Regions from separate parts of the Lactuca sativa genome. Here region 2 is linked to region 1. A link is a contact called in public Hi-C data. All regions are on one chromosome and are shown on one strand. Each heading gives the region's core, a stretch centred on a gene start, on an enhancer-like site or on the middle of the called end of the contact. The rest is flanking DNA. Distances are from core to core; before and after follow the strand shown. Region 1 holds the start of LOC111894260 (7-ethoxycoumarin O-deethylase). Region 2 holds the start of LOC111894272 (cellulose synthase-like protein G3).

Region 1 (6,204 bases), core at 1,086-3,585:
GAATTCTTTTTATTAATGCATAACCCAAAAACAAGGAATTGAACACTTTATTTATAGTGTTATGCTAGGACCTAAATAGAAGAATAATTTATTTTAATGCTACTACTCCAACTTATTGGCGTCTGCAGTAGAACCAACTAAACCGATGGGTCATATCATAACATTACATTACTTGAAAGAAGGTTTGACAAGACTTGAGTTGCCAAAGACATAGAGATTTCCAACTATCTTCCTACAACACCTGCATCCAATATTTATTACATCTTATGGAACATTATATATAGAGCTTTTTGGCTGGTAACCTCTGAGAAGGAATAGCTATGAGTGATTTTTGTTTCTTGGGGACAAGCTTTTCAGACATCTCATGTTCTTTCACATCAGGCAAAGTCCAGTTGAACGAGTGCAACAATGAAGCCAAAAGGTACATCAACATCTTCTCGGACAAGGGAACCCCGGGACACCTTCTTCTGCCAGCACCAAAAGCGAGAAAATTGGTATTCAATCCGTTATAATCGAATTTGGTATTGGTAGTTCCATCGTGGTTTAGAAATCTATTAGGATTGAATTCTAAAGGATTATCCCAATATTTAGGATCTCTTTGTATTGCCCAAACATTCAAAAAGACGTTAGAACCTTTTGGGACTGTGTATTTGTCAACCTTGCAAGATTTATTGGGAGATCGCGTTACCAAGAGTGGAAGTGTTGGGTGTAAACGAAATGTTTCCTTAATGGTTGCATCCAGGTAAGGTAAGTTTGGAAGATGAGATTCTTCAACAATGTTGTTTAGGCCTACCACTTGTTCTAATTCGTCCTGTATCTTTTTCATTATATCTGGATTTTTCAAAAGCTCCATCATTGTACATTCTGTCACTGTTGTTGTTGTGTGTGTTCCTGCAACAAAAAAGTCCTGTTTCAATAAACAAAAGAAGGTTAAGGCGTTGAAGTGAAACAAATATATATATAAAAACTAGATAAAGATCTGGTAAGAATTTTTTTTTTGGTAGGATAGTAAAAAGATTTTTTCGACATATTTTTTTATGAATAAGACAAATGAATCACTAGATAAATAAAAAATAACACGATTTGTTATTCACTAAAATTTTTTGATTTACTAAAAATAAATCATGAAAATGTTTTTTTGAGAATTTTTTTTCTTACGGATCATGTAATGATTCAATTCGATATATATATATATATATATATATATATATATATATATATATATATATATATATATATATATATATATATATATATAATTTCTTACCAAAATTTTTATTATTCTGAATTGATCTTTATTATAAAAACTACACATCAAAAAAACAAACAAATTTAAATAAGATAAAGATACCATGAAAAGAGCTTTTATCTGCGTATCAGTGAATGATGACTCATTATTTTCTTGTTTCAGCTCAAGGAAAACCTGTAATAAATCCTTTCTTCCCTGTTGCTCTGCTGATTCTTTGGTTTTAAGGCTGATCACTCTATCATCGATAATCTTCTGGAAGATCCCATCGAGCTTCTGAGCTTCTTTCTTCATTTTTCGCTCCACCCCCTGCAAATCGAATCTGGCCAGCACCGGAAAATAGTCCGACACGTTGTTGGTTCCCAAAACCATCATTGCATTTGTAATCACTTCCCGGAACCCAACCATAAGAGTATTGCTTGCTTCATCTTCATCGAAACTTTTCCCCCATATTATGCTGGTTATGACCCTCAACAACGTAGAGAACGCAGTCTCACCAATATCCACCTCCGTGCCCATTGTTTCATACACATTCTTGACAGTTTTTCTGACTCCACCTCGCCGGAAAGAGAGTGAAGCTTCCAGGTTCTTGTGGCTCATCACTTCGTACATCAACACCTTACGCATGTTACGCAAGTAGTTGTTGTTGTCAGACCAGGTTATATCTTTGCCACCATATGTGAGAGCTATGCCAGCCACCGGAGGGTCTCGGTTAGCAAAAGTATCGTCTTGATCACGGAGCACAACTTTAGCCAGGTCTGAGGAGCTGATGACGACGTAGGTCTTACTTCCGAGCTGGAGTTTGAAAATCGGGCCAAAACGTTGACCCATTTTAGTGAATTCATCGAGCAAATTGGCGCCAAGAAACGGAAGGTAACCCACCACCGGCAAACCACGAGGTCCGGGCGGCAACCGTGACCTTGTCTTCCTGGATATGTACACTAAAATAGCGATTGAAATGGCCGATAAAGTGAGTACTGGGAAAGTGAGCATCTCGACTTTCTTGCTGGTAACTTCTGACCACCATGACCACCAGCTATCCACTATCATTTTGTGAAGCGATAAGCTGAATCACAATTATTAATATTATGATTTGTGAAGTAAAAAGCGATATACTACTTATACATCTATATCACGCGGAGAGTGGAGTGGACCCGCTTCTGTGTGTCTTTATTATAACTCTTTTATTTTATTTTACTTTTACATGATAACTTAAAAAGAAAATATATTTTTTTGATTCGGATAGATTTAGTCGTTAAGTTTATTTATTTATTTAATATTTATCATTTCAACTTGTTAAACTGTACACATTCAGTCCTAATGACCGGTTATTCTAGATTACTCTGGAAAAATGACTTAATCGAATAATATATTTATCATTTTGTACACACTTAGTCATTATTATTTTTATACACATTTAGTCATAACTTTCTTTTGTTTTTCGTACTCATTCAATACCTATGAATGATTTTTTTTTCGGTTTTTTTCACGATATTTTACGTGAGTCAATCATTGATGAGGTGTTTAGGGTTGTTGATGTTTATCTCTATTGTGATCTCGACTGTTCGGTTGCGTAGGTCATGTGGTTTGGCTTAGGTCATGTGTTCTAAACGTCGTAACTTCTTCATATGATATCAAATTTTAATGATCTTTATATCCACGTGTTCGTTTTTTTAGTCTACTACAACTTTCGTTAAGATTCCTCCTAATAAAATTTAATACATATTTACTTACGATTTTATAAAAAAAGAAAAACATGCACACATGCATTCATAAAAAAAACATATGGATATTAAGCTCATAAGTAAAAATATATTAATTTTTAACGGAAATTTAAACGAAAGTTGTAGTAGACTAAAATACGAACGCTTGGATATAAAGATCGTTAAAATCTGAGATCGTATGAAGAAATTATAATGTTCAGAACACATGACATAAGCCACCAAGTAGTCGAGATTACGAACATAAATATCAAAAGTCTCAAACACCTCATCAACGATTGTCCCACGTAATATGTAATGAGAAAAACCTTAAGAAATCATTCATAAGTACTGAATGAGTACAAAATCAAAAACGACTTAGTTTGTATATATATATATATATATATATATATATATATATATATATATATATATATATATATATATATATATATATATATATATATATATGACTAAATGTGTACAAAAATATTAAGGACTAAATGTGTACAAAATGAGAAATAGATTACCCTATTAAGTCATTTTTATCGGATAACCTGGATTAGCCGGTCATAAGTACTGAATGTATACAATTTAACAAGTTGAAGATGTAAATGTTGACGAGAAAAACTCAATAATCAAATGTGTATATATTAAAAAATAAATTACCATTTTAAGTCATTATCCCATAACTAAAGAAAACCCTTTTTGGCTTTTTACTACGATTGTTTTCTGAACTCAAAAAAACCTAAATAATAACTCTAATCAATAATATATTTAAGTATTTTTATTTTTATTTTTTACTTTTTGTAATATCAAATTTTTTGTATTGTTAAATTGTAATCGTTTGATATTTATATATTTACAATAAATGTTTATTAAAGCTCCACACTTTTTATATTATTATAAAAACTTGAGTGTTTGGGTATATCAACATGCACAACGGTATCAGGTGGTGTCTTCATTTCTTAAGGTCGAAGGTTTAAGTCCCGTTGTTGACATAGATGAAATTAGGTGTTAGTTTAGGAATAGATTATATATATATATATATATATATATATATATATATATATATATATATATATATATATATATATATATATATATATATATATATATATATATATATATATATTTATATTTACCGGTTAAAAAAAAATTATTAAACTATTAAAGATGCATAATTAAGATTAGATGTGTTTCCATTATGATGCCAAAAATATACATATTGTTACATAAAGAATATACACAATATTTTTTGTTTTATATTTATTTTAGATTTTTAAAAGTGTAATGAATAAAATACCATCCAAACAATTCTTATATTATATATTTATTCATCATAGTGTTTGTAATCTTTTTATATATATGTAAATTATTAACATCTTACATCATATATTATAGACTTATTCACCAAAACGTACGTTAAAAATATTTTTTTATATAGATTATTAGCATCTTACATCATAAATGACGAAAGAGATGTAATTTAGTACCTTATTTTTTCATTGTATTGTTTTAAATATTTAATCTATCGTGATTCACATGTATGACTTTATATAAAACAATCCTATACAAGCCTCTTAGACTTGAACGTAATTTATCATACGAAAAGATTCTTATTTTTATTTTTAATTTTCATATTATGTTTTAAAATAATGTACCAAATTATGGTATTTTCATCCAAAATATAATTCAAAACCAACTTAGAGTACACAGTATAATTTAAAAGATTTTTCAAAATATATTTATGTAGTACAAGTGTACAACGCCCATTTTTATTTCATTAAAACAAGTTATTTAAAAAACAAATATATTAACATAACAATGTAACCAGAAAAAAGAATTTTTTCATTGAAACAAACTTAAAATATAATATTTTCATACAGATTTCTTAAGAAACGACTTGTACGTAGAATTATGGACAATCATCGGAACCGGGTATCCGTTTTCGGAACCGGGTATCCGTTTTTGGAACCGGAACCGCCTTGGAATAGCCGGTTTTGGAACTGGAATCGCCTAAGGCGGTTTCGATTCTGGTTCCTAAAGTTATGCCTTAAGCGGTTCCGGTTTCGGTTCTCATTTTTTCGGAACCACTGGGTACCCGCCGGAACCGGTATATATATATATATATATATATATATATATATATATATATATATATATATGTGTGTGTGTGTGTGTGTGTGTGTGTGTGTGTGTGTGTGTGTGTGTCTTACACCGGTTTAGAATATATTGGTATGATTTTTTCCGTCTTTAGTCCGAATTGATTTGATTTGGATCAAACTAAATTGCAGTTTTATCGACAAAAGTTAACAAAATTAATTTAACCGGGTTACCTGCTCTTGGAACAGGAACCGTCGGTTCCGGAACTGGTTCCAAACATTTAAGAACTGCCTAGAGCGGTTCCGATTCTAACTTTCTAGGAACCGATGGTTCCGGTTCCGGTTCTGGTTATCGCCAAATGAGGCGGGTACCCGCCTACGCTCATCCCTACGTAGAATATCATATAGAAATTTAAATAGATTTAAAAGAAATAGATCATTAAAAATAACATATATATAAATAATAATTTATTAACAAATTAAAATAAATAAATCTATCTAATTTATATTAAAGAAAAAAAAACATAATATGATCATATTTTTTAGGGATAATGACTTGAAAAGGGTAACGAACTTTCGATTTTGTTCACATTTAGTCACTAAATTTTTTTTCGTTATCTATTTGCCATTGAACTATTGAAACTGTTCACATTTTACCCTTATGACCGGCAACAGCCGGTCATAAGGGTAAAATGTGAACAATTTCAATAGTTTAGTGGCAAATAGATAACGAAAAAAAATTTAGTGACTAAATGTGTACAAAATCGAAAGTTTGTTTCCCTCTAAAAAGTTCAATGACTAAATGTGAACAAACTCCCTCTTGTATTATGTTTTAGCAAATTATTTATTTTTGTTAAATTGTAGCAACAATTGTTGATGAAGAAATCTATGAAATAAAAAAAAACAAAACCCCGAAAAATATATTAAAAAAAACGAAAAACCGAAACCGAAATAAAAACCAATGGTTTGGTATTTTCCAAAATAAAAAATCATAATTTTCCAATCTGATTTGGTTTTACAAAAATTCAACTTTCAGATTTCCATATCTAAATCCCTCCCCCTTTTTATAATTGACAAATGATTATAAAACCAAAAAGGGAATGAGAAAGCGTTCAATTCAAAATTTTCTATACAAAACTCCCCCTTTATGACA
Region 2 (6,204 bases), core at 2,337-4,836, 160 kb after region 1:
TAAAAAATGAAAAAAAAAATATACTTGCCACGTCGTGGTAATCTCACCACGACGTGGTGGCTTGAAGAATCTCGATCAACTTCGAAGACTTGGAGAATATGGGATAAATATGACCACCACGACGTGGTGGACCTAGCACGACGTGGTGCCCTGATTTCGGGAAAAGTATAAATAGAACACATAAATCTACGAATGGGGACTTTTGGCTATGGAGAAATCGACAATTTTGGAGGCAAAATACTAGAATTGAGCATTGGAAACAAGGATTTCATTCACAACCATTGGAAGGAAGAGCATTAAGGCAATTGAACTTACACTTTGATTTTTCTTAGAATTAGCCATGTCTTACACTTTGAATATCGTTTTTGTGACTTTGTTTGCTGAAATCATGAGCTAAATACTCATGACTTTCGTTTAGCTTAGGATGAGTTGAATATTGTTAGTTGATTTTATTGTTTGGATTTAGTGATTTAGTTATTTTTTGATTTAGCTTATTAAAGAACCTCAAGTACTTTTCATAACTGCTTTCCTCTACTTATTGTTGAATTTGATTAAGTTAGTATGACTATCTCTCTTAATTAGATTTGATTCTTATGATCTTGTGATTTGCAAAATTGTAAGACTAGAGTTTTGAATAAAACCTAAGGTTAAGTAGAAAAGTGGGTGAAAGAGTATAGTAGCTAATATATGACGGCAAATCATAAATCAAATTGAATCAATAAACTAAATTGGTCAACTAATTATAAGTCTAATCAATTCAAACTAAACACTAGCGAGCTGGTAAGTTTGTCTGCCTGATCACCGAATAAATAAGCTAGTTTACTAAAGGATTTAATTAGTGAATACTAATTTGGTCATCTTAGGAATCGGTAACAAAAGAAACTAAATCCATTGCACCTCCATAAATCAACCATAATAACAACAAATCTGAAGCTGAACAAAAGTCTCTTTCTCACCTTGGTTAATTCATACTTGTTTTCTTGCTTAGTTTAGTGTTACTTTAATTAAGTGAATTTTGAGTTAATTTGGTATTTTAAGTATCTAATCTTGCAAAACTAGGAAAACAAAACCTTTTCTTATTTGATTTTTAATTACTTAAATAGTAAATTAAGGTAATTTAAACACCGTTCCTTATTTTCGACACTCGTTCTTACCATTTCTATAATATTGCACGATTAGGTACACTACCTAGTGTGTTTAATAGTCTAGTGAAGGGAATAAATTTATAAATTAAACTTGGATAAACATATAAGCACATTAAACTCACATCACCAGGGACCCCATTTCTAGCAGCAGGTGGTTGGCTGATGTCGCCAACGCTTTCGTACGAGACGGTGGCAGAGACAACCACCATATTCAGGGAGAGGGCTCTTTTTGTTCCACAGTATGTCGCAGACGAGGAGATGAAGAAGGCTCGTTATCACAAGATGCTGAGGAGTGACATCAGGGAGTTTGTGAGCAGGTCCAGCTGCAAGACACTGGAGGATATGATTGCCCGGGCCAGGGAGAGGGAGATCGATCTAGAGCACCTCAGGAAGAGGAAGCCAGAAGAGGCTCCGGTAGCTTCAGGTTCAGGCAAAAGACCCAAGGGGTCAAACGTGAGATTGAGGGATTATCAGGGCCGCAATCGTTATGCCAAGTGTGGCAGGACGCACGAGGGTGCGTGCAGGAGTGGTAGTGGTGGTGATTCTGGCTGCTTCAAGTGCGGTCGGACTGGTCATTTCAGTAGGGATTATACTACTACCACCACTCATGGATCAGAACTGATATGTTTTTATTGCTGTCAGAGGGGCCACAAGAAGGCCCCATGTCCGAGTTTGTTTCCAGCAGGACAGGTGATGGCAACTGCCCCCGCGACCATGAGGATCACCGACGGCTGTGAGGGCCAAGAGGAGGCGCCTGCAGTGGGGAGCAGGGCTTTTCAGTTGTCTATGGTGGAGGCTCGAGAAGCACTGAATGTTGCAGGTATGTATCTTTTGATTTCCTGTCAGTTTTTATTTATGATCATATTGGTATAGTACTACATCTATGTTAGCAAATGTATGTTAGAATTCTATTTATGTTCGTGTTCGGATCAAATGCCATCTGCATACCATGGGTTTTCGGACGGTAGTTCATAGCAGTACCCCCACTCCTTTTTGGGCTGGTTTCCGGGACGCAGTCAACGTAGCTGGTGAGAGTGGGACTCGGGAAGTGTCTTGTTAGTCTGCATGAGTGGTTCGGGTTTGGTATTGTTTAGTTTTGGATGTCCAGCAGTGGTAAGCATGGTGGGCAGCAGATCGGCCTTGGGTTGGAGAAAAGGATTGGGTATCCTTTCCGAGCTGGAACCTATAGGGATCTAGTTGAATCGAAGTGGGGGAGTATTATCCCAGTAGTTAGGTGCTGGAGTAGGAGCACAACTTGGATGCGTTCGCCTCATGGCTAAGAAGGAAACCAACTGAGGTAACCGTTTGGATAGAGCAGCGGGGAGTCGGGAGTTTGAGAAACATCCTGACGTTGAGTTCATGTATTCGCAGTAGTAGAGGACTGGTTTGGGAAACCAAGTTGTTGTTTCTCGGTAGCACGCGAGCTAATCAAGATGTTAGACTGTGGAGCACTCATTGTTGGACATTTTCAGGCTGGTAGCCAATTGTTAGAGGACTGTGGGCGGGGGCCCGAATCTCCTAGTTAGCGGAGTGTGGGTGAGGCCCGTATCTCCTAGTTAGTCGGATAGAGATCGGGAAAGGATAACTTGTTGAGGATTCAGGATGCTTTAGGACCCGTGTAGCCCCATATAAGTGAGATTGGAGGTAGGGTCACTCAGTAGTATGGTTTGGGTGACACCCGTGAGCGAGGCCCTTGTGATAGTATCAAGACAAGTAAGACTTAATGGAGAGACCGCTCTACAGGGTGGTACACCAAACGTACGACACCCTGAAGTCCATTTAGTAAGGATCCAATGGATCCAAGCCTAATCAATATAAAATAATCAACCCAATAAATATATAAATAATACCTTGAAGAATTACCGAGCCTTAGATGTTTTTATCATAAAGATAATCATTTAAAGATATTTCCTTCAAGAGGACCATTTAAATAGAATTTGAATACCATTTCAAACAAGAGAAAAAAAAAAAGAACATTTACCAACATCGACAATAACAATACAATTAGAATTCCAAATATTTTAATACAGACCCAACAATAAAGCCGACTTCGAAATAGAAAAACCCTGACTCGTGGTTTAAACAGGTTCACTTAGGTGTTGTTTATTTTTTCGAAGCGAAAATGTCTGAAGTCTGCAGACAACCTCTGCAATCCTCTATTGCAGAAGAGGGAGACCAAACGGCTACAACATGTAATAAAAAGTCTATATGTTTTTTAATCTATGTAGACTGATGCAATAAGTTAAAGTAAGATGTGAAGAAGCAAAAGGTCAAATATTGCGTCACGCAGTATACACGCAACAGTTTTTAACTCAAAAAATTTCTAAAAGTAAACGGTTGCGAATGATCAAATTTTACGCCTGTATGTACTGCAGGCGCAACAGTGGTAAAAAAACAACTTAGTTTATATAATTTGGTAAATATAATATCTATAATGGTGATAATGTAAACAACCGGCTAAGGAAGAAAGAAATAGCTAGGCATAGAGTTTAATTTAGACAACCATAACCACCTACCATGGCCGCCCTTCTCCTCCATTCCTCTGAACGACTTTCTAAAACATGGCTTAACCGTATTTTTGCAATCATCTATGCCACCGTCGTTTCTTTTCTCCTCCTCCGCCACTGCCGTAATTTAATCTACTATCCAATCCCCATCGCTCTGTTTCTAGCCGACTTTGTGTTAGCTTTTATGTGGTTCACCTCCCAATGCTTTCACTGGAATCCAATCCATCGCCGTGTTTTCCCAGAAAACCTGCAACAGTTCGTGGAGGAGAGAGAGTATCCGGCGTTAGATGTGTTGATTTGCACGGCTGATCCCACCAAAGAGCCACCAGTTGGAGTGGTGAACACGGCCTTATCTGTATTGGCATATGACTACCCGACGGATAAGCTTTCCGTTTACATATCAGATGATGGGGGGTCTGAAGTGACACTGTATGCGTTCATGGAGGGTGCTAAGTTTGCTAAGCATTGGATTCCATACTGCAAGAAGCATAGTATTGTTGATCGGTCGCCTGAAGTGTATTTTGAAAATGATCCTGCTTGGTTCCCTGAGACAGATGAAATCAAGGTGCTTCCTTCATTCCATTTCCGATTGCTGAATTTTAACCTTTAAATTTGTTTCTGAAATTAAGTGTATTCCTTAGTCCATGAAAAATAAAACATAATTGACATACAATTTAATAAATATTGAATAACAACTAATCAAATATTGATTATGCTGTGAAATAAGGCTAACTGATTTTGTGTGGCAGGCGATGTATGAAAGAATGAAATCAAGGGTGGAGAAGGTGGTGCAAAGTGGTGGCGTATGTTTAGATGAGGTGAAGGAATCAGAAATTCGTGATGCTTTCAGTAAATGGACGCCTAATTTCTCGCGTCGACATCATCCCACAATTATTAAGGTTTCTCCTATTCATGTAGTTGTTTGTTTTGTTATCAATTATCAATTTTAGTAAATAAATATGAGCTCACTTTGGAAATTTTTGAGAAAATTATCCATAGAAAAAACTTTTTGCCCCTTTTGTAGTGGTGTTTGATTTTCTTTATTTACACGAAATACAGATTATATTAGACAACACTATAGACAAAGATGTCGCAGGTGGCGTAATGCCAAATCTTGTCTACGTTTCTAGAGAAAAAAGCAACAACAAGCCCCATAATTTTAAGGCTGGAGCACTCAACGTCCTGGTAATCTCACAATTATCCGTGTTTGGTTTAGTTTTTCTGATGGGTAGAGTGGAAAAAGCTTCTTAATTTGTTTCAGTTTAATGATTATTGTAGCTTCGAGTGTCAGGCTTGCTGACCAATGGACAGATTGTCCTTGTTCTAGATTGCGACATGTTCTCAAATGACCCTGAAACGCCACTTCGCGCATTATGTTATTTTATGGATCCAAATGCTGATTCAAAGCTTGGATTTGTTCAATTTCCGCAAAGATTCAGTGGCATTAATACGAATGACATATATGCTTCGGAGTTCAAGGCCGAGACACAAATTTTAAGTCTTGGAATGGATGGCTTGTTAGGCGCTCAGTTTATGGGTACAGGAGGCTTTTTCAAACGACATGTTATTAGCAACGACTCATGCTTTGGATTCATTAAAGATACAATCATGCAAAAAAATATCTCAATTCCAATATGCACTAAGGATGTTTTGGTTTTAGCACACCAAGCAGCAAGCTGCGACTATGAGGATGATACAAAATGGGGATCCGAGGTTAGGCTTTCCCCCTAGTATTGTTTTCCTCAAAGAATTTGAAAAAAATAAATCATGATATTCATTTTGTAGATTGGATTTCGATATGGCACCTTAACCGAGGACACCTACACGAGCTTTCGACTTCATTGTGAAGGATGGAAGTCGATTCTTTGCAATCCAAAAAGAGCTGCGTTTCTTGGAGGCTCGCCCTCAAACTTGAATGATGCCCTAACCCAAACCAAACGATGGTACATGGGATTCCTCGAAATATTTTTTAACAAATATTGCCCAATAACGTATGGTATTCGATCAATGAATCCTCTGCATGCTTTATGTTACACACACTACACACTTCGTTCTTTTTGGTCGATTCCAATCATTGTCTACGCGTTCTTGCCTCAAATTTCGCTCCTCAACTCCTTCCCAATGTTTGCAAGGGTATCAATTCGACTTTTGATAATACAAACATCTTGTGAAAAAACTAAAGGATTATGCTGATTTCAGGTTTCGGAAGGTGGGTTTTCCTTGCATGCGTTTCTATTTCTTGGAGCTTATGGAAAAGATTTTTATGATTTTGTGGTCTTTGGAGGAGGATCGAAGCAAAGGTGGTGGAACTGCCAAAGAATGTGGTTGATGTGGGGGCTATCGAGTTATCCATTTGCATTGCTCGAGTGGTCACTAAAATCCTTCGGTTTTTCAACATCTGGGTTCAATGTTACCAGCAAAGTGATTGAGGAAGAACAAAAGAAACTATATGAACAAGGGGTGTTTGATTTTGGAGTTGAATCAATCTTGTTTTTTCCATTTAGTGTCGCATCATTGATCAACTTGTTTTCGTTTGTAAAAGGCTTTATGGA

Evidence for each region. A called contact is a pair of places that touch in the nucleus more often than the background predicts.
Region 2: a Hi-C map of leaf shows a contact between it and region 1, with 4 times the contacts expected there. The contact joins the promoter of LOC111894272 here to the promoter of LOC111894260 in region 1. A contact is called at or near these places in 3 of 4 Hi-C or Micro-C datasets (bud and leaf).

What each region holds. Positions count from the first base shown.
Region 1 is chr3:16,971,024-16,977,227 of Lsat_Salinas_v11, forward strand. It overlaps LOC111894260 (7-ethoxycoumarin O-deethylase), which reads right to left and starts at 2,336. Exons shown (of 2, transcript XM_023890335.3): 1 at 1,352-2,336; 2 at 1-907. The coding sequence starts at 2,296. The coding sequence ends at 275.
Region 2 is chr3:17,132,750-17,138,953 of Lsat_Salinas_v11, forward strand. LOC111894272 (cellulose synthase-like protein G3) reads left to right here and starts at 3,587. Exons shown (of 6, transcript XM_023890349.2): 1 at 3,587-4,217; 2 at 4,402-4,551; 3 at 4,712-4,837; 4 at 4,931-5,365; 5 at 5,438-5,785; 6 at 5,852-6,204. The coding sequence starts at 3,663.